Linked DNA regions of Rattus norvegicus: region 1 is linked to region 2. Evidence: chromatin contacts called from public Hi-C data. All regions are on one chromosome and are shown on one strand. The core of a region is the stretch at or near the end of the contact, and the rest is flanking DNA. Distances in the headings are between cores, read along the strand shown.

Region 1 (3,230 bases), core at 148-2,647, 190 kb before region 2:
AGCCTTAAACACATGGCTCTTTGAAGGACATTTAAAATCCAAACTGCAGCACGTTGACAGTTTCCTGACTTCTCTCCCCTGCGGTGGTCAAATGGATTTAAGAAGTCCATGTTTATCAAGTGTAATTCCCATTATCCATGTTAGTCCACACTTTTCAGGTTGTCAGTCTTAGGTGCTGACACAGTGAGTGATGCAGTCTTCTGGTTCCTTCTCTACTCACATGGTTACTTGGGGGAGGGGCTAAATGAAATCATAAGAATAAATCATTCCCAACAAGGTTAATCATGTCATCAGTCATCAGACAGCATTCGGTAAATGATACATATCATTTAAGTCATTCAGGATGAGTGTATGACAAGATCTGTACAGCATCACGCCTAGAGTTAGCACCACCCTGCCTGCACACCCTCTCTCATAGGAAAGTCTCAAGTTGTGTGCTTACAGTTATAGAGTAGTAGTGGGGTGGCGATAACTCATGTCTACAATCCCAGCACTAAGGAGGCAGAGGGAGGAGGATCTCTATGCGTTCGAGGACAGCCAGAGTGAATTCCAGGACAGCTGGAAACCCTGTCTTGAAAAACTAAAATGTATGAACAAATGAACAAACAAACAAACAGCTAGGCATAATTGTGCATGACTTTATTCCCAGCACTCAGGAGACTGAGGCAGGAGGACCTCTTGGGAGTTTGAGGACAGCTTGACCCTCATAGCCAGCCAGAGGTATAATAGTGGGCCCCTGTCTCAAAACAATAACAACAACAACAACAACAACAACAATAACAACAACAAAATCCACCCAAACCATAAGTAAACAAAAGTTAAGGAAAAAAATAGAGACAGCGTTGTGACTTATCAGCATGTCCAGAACACATGATCACCATGTCTAAGATTCATTTTCTGCACTCTTCACAACACGTTACCATTTTGAAATAGCGTGGTAAGAGGTTGTGTTGGGGGAAGGGGGTTGACAATTGCAGGTATTATTATCACGGCCAGTTTCCGATGTCCTTTTACTGTTTTAAAATCTGAAATTCAGAGAATGGAATTGTCTTCCTTGGGTTGCAATGATCTGGTCAGAGCAGCCTCTAGGAATGTTCTCAGAACGCCTCACCAGGTGGCGCTCTTTCACCGGGATAGCTTCTTTCCAACTCCCTCCTACTTCCCAGCATGCAGTGGCCTCTCCCGACCAGGACAGCCTAGCATTGTAGAGCTAGCTGGGATATTGTGTCTAAGCCTTGTTTCAGACAGGGAGAAATAGCATTTTGAGAAAGTATGTCTCTGAGCCTAGGGGCCCCCCGTCATCAGGTGGTAGTAGGTGGAGTCCTGGTTTATTCGGTTCTGAACCTCATTCGTTTCCCACTGCGTTGCGTCTCTTACCCAGCTCTCTGCAGACTCTTCTTGTTCTTGCTTTGAAGGCTTTGCCTCATACTGGAACCCGGTGGGCAGAGCTAGTGTTTCCCTGCTAGGCGTTTGCCAGTTTCTGCTATTAAGGGTGGAGAAGGTATTTGGGAACAGGAAAGGATGTAGGCAGACTCTTGTCCTTTCTTCCACTTCCAGAGTCATTTGGGGCAGTGTATGTGCAGCTAGGGGCAGGGACCCTAGAACCAAACCGTCTTTGTCACAACCCTTCCCCTTCTCACAGCAGGATAACGGGCTGTGAATAAACTTGTGTCTCATTGTTCCATCCGTAAAGTTGGGACAATAAAATATCCCATGGGAGCTGTCCTAGGCGAAGCACTCACTGCGGTTGGAGGCATAGATATGAGAATGTGAGCGTTGTGGTTCACTAGCACCCTACCTGGACAGAGAAACTTCTGGGAGGATGCTGGGCTGCGCATACTGGCCCTCGCCTGTGTATTCTTGCCACAGCATCCTTTTATGAGACCTGCCACATATTTCAGTGGAGCTGTGTGATGTGGTGTGTTAACCTAGGCTCTCGTGCTCTTAATGGACCTGCAGCCCAACCCAGGGAAGTAGGTATTAATCGTGTTTCCATCACATGGAGGAGGCTCAGACATGACAAAGCCATATCTCCAGGGTCACTGCCTAGTGACAGGAGTGTGCCTCACTGTCAGGCCTGTCTGATTAAGGTGTAAGATTAAGCCATTTACTTCTGCATTCTACTGCCTCCTTTTGAAACTGGCAAAAACAGTAAGCACGAACCCCTCAACAGTGTGGGCATCATCCGTACTCAGGGTATTCCTGCAGGGTCCAGAACCACCCATCTGTAGGATGATGGCTCTTACTCCTCTAAATAACATCTGTCTGTCTGCCTGTCTGTCCGTCTGTCTATTAGCAGGATCCTCATCATAGCACTGGAGGAGCCGAAACTCTATTCGGATCAGGCTGACCTTGAACTCACAGAAATCCATTTTCATTCTTTTTTTTTTTTTTTTTTTTTTTCCGGAGATGAGGACCGAACCCAGGGCCTTGCGCTTGCTAGGCAAGCCCTTACCACTGAGCTAAATCCCCAACCCCGAAATCCATTTTCTTCTTCTTTTTCCTTGCATGTGCTACCACACCTGGCTAGATTTATTTCTGTTGTTTGAACTATATGCATGAGTCTGTGTTAATATATGCCACCTGTGTTGGGGGTGCTTGAAGAAGGCAGAGAGGCTGTTGGATCCCCTTGGAGCTGGAGGTTTGCATGCTGGGAGCCTGGTGAGGGTGTTGTTAAGCAAACTTTGATCCTCTGGAAAAGCAGTAAGTGCTCTCAAGCACTGAGCAGTTTCTTACTGCTCTTAACCTGGGGGACAAAGATGTAGATGTCATTCATGCTTTTTTTTTTTTTTTTTGCTCCCCCAAGGTCTCCTGAGTGACAAATACAAGGACTCTTAAATTATATTTAGCCCTACAACCTTCAGGGGTCACCTTCTCCCATCCCACTTTTTTTTGGTGCAGCCTCAGGCTGGCTCTTCGGGCAGCCAGGCAGCCTGCATCCCAGGCACGTGAGGTCCACCGAGCCATCTGAGATGTAACACAAACCCTCTGTGACTCAGACCAGACTCTCTGGGGTTTTTCCTTTCTGGGCATGTGACAGTCTGTGCAGTATCAACAGCTTTTAGCAAGGAAAGAAACAGACACCACACTACTGTCACAAAATCATAGATGCCAGGCAGGCCCAGAAAGACCATGCATAGAAAATGGATAGCTGGTTCAGATGAGGGAAGGGTAGGCAAGAGGAAGGTGGGCAGAATGCATATATGCATCTAACTGTTTTTCATTCTCCG
Region 2 (3,146 bases), core at 521-3,020:
ATGCCATAATCCTGATGTCAGCACCAACTCACAATGGGGTCCATCTCCAGTTCCTTATAGAAAATTATCACCTTCCCTCATCTTTACCTTCCCCTCCAGCCTCTGCCAGCTCCAATGTCGGTCACATTTACATCCTACTGTCCTTGTCCACCTCCTGTCACCTCCGACATCTCTTTACTCTCCTGCACCTCTGTTTTCCCCACTGTGTCTCCTCCCCTTTCACCCTCCATCTTTCGTCGTCTCCACTTTCTGTCTACCTTTCGACCACCATCTTCTGTTCTGTACACCATCTGCCTTCTCTCTTTGCCCGTCCATCAGCTCAGCGCCTGTATCCCCTGCCATCTGTTTTCCATCACAGCGACTTCCCATCATGTCTGGTTTCTGCCTTCCGCCGTCCATCCTCCACCCCCATTATCTTCCTCTCTATCACCCACTTTCCCTCTCCCATCATCCTCTGCCTTCCACCTTCTGTATCCTCCACTTTCCATCACCACATTCTTTTCCCTTCTGTGGTGGGGCTCTGAGGCTCCTTGTGACGGCTACAGCTCCTTCTCCTCTTCTTGGTTCTCCATGTGGTTCTCACGACTCCCACACACCTTTCCTGGGATCCTCAGAGATCCTGATCAGTGAATTACGAAGTATCGTCCAGTCTCTGTGTTACTTGTGCCTGTGTACACACGTATATTTCACCTAGGCACCAACAGCACTCTGGTTTTTGTATTAAGAATGGTGGTAGATTTAAAGAGCGATATCTAGGAGGTCAGTTCTATCTCCATCCACTTAGGTAGGGGGAATAATAGTGGACTTTAAGGATTATATAGGACCATATACTTTGCAAATCCATCCATTAGCCTTCAGTTCGTACATCTTTCTAAGAATTCCAGTGGGACATGAAAAGTCAGCACATGAGTCATTCTCTCCAAAGGACAGAGAAGGGACTTGCAGGCCGGCCTCAGTGGGGTTCTCAGGACTCACAGTTGAAGGGTGAAATAACTGGCCAGACGAGCCTTGGGTAGGCAATTCTTTCACTTGGTTCTGTATACACCACGCATCATGCCCATTTTCCTGTCAGATAAACCAAGGCGCAGAGGTTTGTACGGGAAGAGATGGTGAGGTTGCCCAGGTATTTCTTAATGGGGCAGAGGTTTTCATTTCAGGACTTGACCAAAGATGGGGATCTGATGCCTGAAGAGGATGTCAGGTGCAGGGGTCTATGCTCTCCGGATTCCTAGATCCCAGGACAGTGGGTTTAGATCCACGTGCCTCCTGGGTTCTGCAGGCTTGGATCTGGGTTTTGTTTGCTAAGCGGAATTTTCCAGCCCCCAGCCGGGAAGCTGGCAGAGCTAGCTTGCTGCTAATTTCATTTTCCTAACTCACCAGCTTGGCAAGGCTTGGCCTCTCCAGCTTCAATCTCTTGGAACCTCATTCCCACCTTTCTTAGCCAAAGAAAGCGAGCAAGCCGTGACTCGCCAGGAATGTTCATTGCTAGTTTCTAGCCATAAAGAAGAAAATATATACATCTGCGGAAGTTCTACCCTTATGTCCTAGTTCAGCGGCTTCTGCCTGCCTGCCGGGGAGAGGCTGCGGTGCAAGACGAGGAAAGCAAAGAGTTAGTGTGCCTGAGATGAGGGAAGACTGGCTGGCTCCCTTCGTTTTAATGTCTACCGAAAGGGGAACTGCAGCAGGGAAAGGTAGCAGAGTAAGTTAGATATCATCCCTGGGGGCCATTTTGAAAAAAGAACGGGGACCTCAGGAAAAGTAGAGAGGAAGCACAGGTTCCCGAGTCTCCACCCTCATCTGTCATCTGTGCTCTGGGGATTGTTTTCTGCAGTCCCAACATAATGCAGATGGTGTATGGGAGGAGGCAGCAGGCACCCCAGGACCCAGCAGCCCCACGGGCCCTCCAGCCTCTGCCCCCAACTCCCACCCCTATGATCTGGCTTCCTATACTTGTCTTTCCTTAGTCCCTTAAATGCATGCACCAAACTCCTTGCCCCTCAGGAAGCCGCTCTTCTAGTGCTTTCCCTTAGCTGCCTCTAACTCTTCATACCTTTCCTCTCTCCTCGTAGACACTTCAGTGAACCTCAAAGTCATGTTTCCAGACCCTTGTTCTGAGCACCTATAGCACAGCGTGCCCCTTCATTCTAGCACCTTCTGGCCATCTAATTCCACACACACCTGGGACTCCTCCAGTGACTGTGTCTTCCCTCAGCACACTGTCTACTATGTGGACAACACACATGCTCAAGGCCAACTTGGAGCCTGGCCCTATAGAGTGCCCATCATAAAGGCATTGCACGGTTGAGCCATTGGGTAATATCCAGAGAGCTCTTTTCTGGTGTTCAGTGACATGGTTTGAACAGCTAAGCCACAAGCATAGGCGACCTTTACATAGAAGGTAGGCATAGGACAGCACCCCTCCCTGGGCCAGGCATCTTTCTGTTTCACCTTGGTGACTCTTATTGGTGGCACACTGAAGTGTTGGTGAGGGCCTGGAACCCTTCTACAGAATGACTAGCTCCAGCTTAAATCCTGGCCGTGGACAGCTCACCTGGTGTGTTTGTTGCTTTTGGTGACTTATGGGAGAAAGAGTTTATTTTGATGGCATTAGGGTTCCAGAGGGGAGTGAATGGTGGCTGAGGAGTCATGGCAGCAGACAACCATAGCAGAGAGCTGGCAGATCACGTCTTCAATCACAAGCATGAAGCAAAGAGTGAGAGCTGGAAGTGGGGTGAGACTGTACCCCCCCACCCCCAGGCTGTGTCAGGTGATGGTTCTCCCCTAGCCAGGATGCACCTCCCCAGATAGCACTTAACCGGGGACCAAGTGTGTGTCAGAAGGACAGGGGGGAGATGGGAAGGCAGAGCTCCCGGTTTCCCAGGCTAGGTGGGACTTCAGGGTGGGAATGCTGCTTCGAAGGCAGATAGGTATCCATGCCTGTCCCTTCCCCGTTCCTGTCATGGGAGTGGGGAGAGGTGTGCCTCTGGTTGCAGCCTCGTCAGACTCTGGGGGAGAGCATTGTCTCCCTTCCCAGCCAAAACTCTAACACTTCCTTCATTCTCCAAAGCTATTTTACTTCCCTGGGTGCCCATCCAGAGAACAGGCTTCATGCTGGATTCTTTCTCCTCAGCTCCCATCCTAAACCC

Evidence for each region. A called contact is a pair of places that touch in the nucleus more often than the background predicts.
Region 1: a Hi-C map of frontal cortex shows a contact between it and region 2, with 2.8 times the contacts expected there. The contact joins two enhancer-like sites. A contact is called at or near these places in 2 of 12 Hi-C or Micro-C datasets (the A7r5 cell line and frontal cortex).

The regions. Positions count from the first base shown.
Region 1 is chr4:147,688,273-147,691,502 of GRCr8, reverse strand. No RefSeq gene overlaps it. Among named protein-coding and RNA genes, the nearest start is that of Thumpd3, 51 kb to the left of the region's middle. Within about 2 kb of position 1,397, at least 16 of the 93 cell types and tissues checked have an H3K27ac peak or open chromatin away from gene starts, as enhancers often do.
Region 2 is chr4:147,502,010-147,505,155 of GRCr8, reverse strand. The region is part of intron 2 of Srgap3 (SLIT-ROBO Rho GTPase activating protein 3); the gene reads left to right. Among named protein-coding and RNA genes, the nearest start is that of Srgap3, 120 kb to the left of the region's middle. Within about 2 kb of position 1,770, at least 13 of the 93 cell types and tissues checked have an H3K27ac peak or open chromatin away from gene starts, as enhancers often do.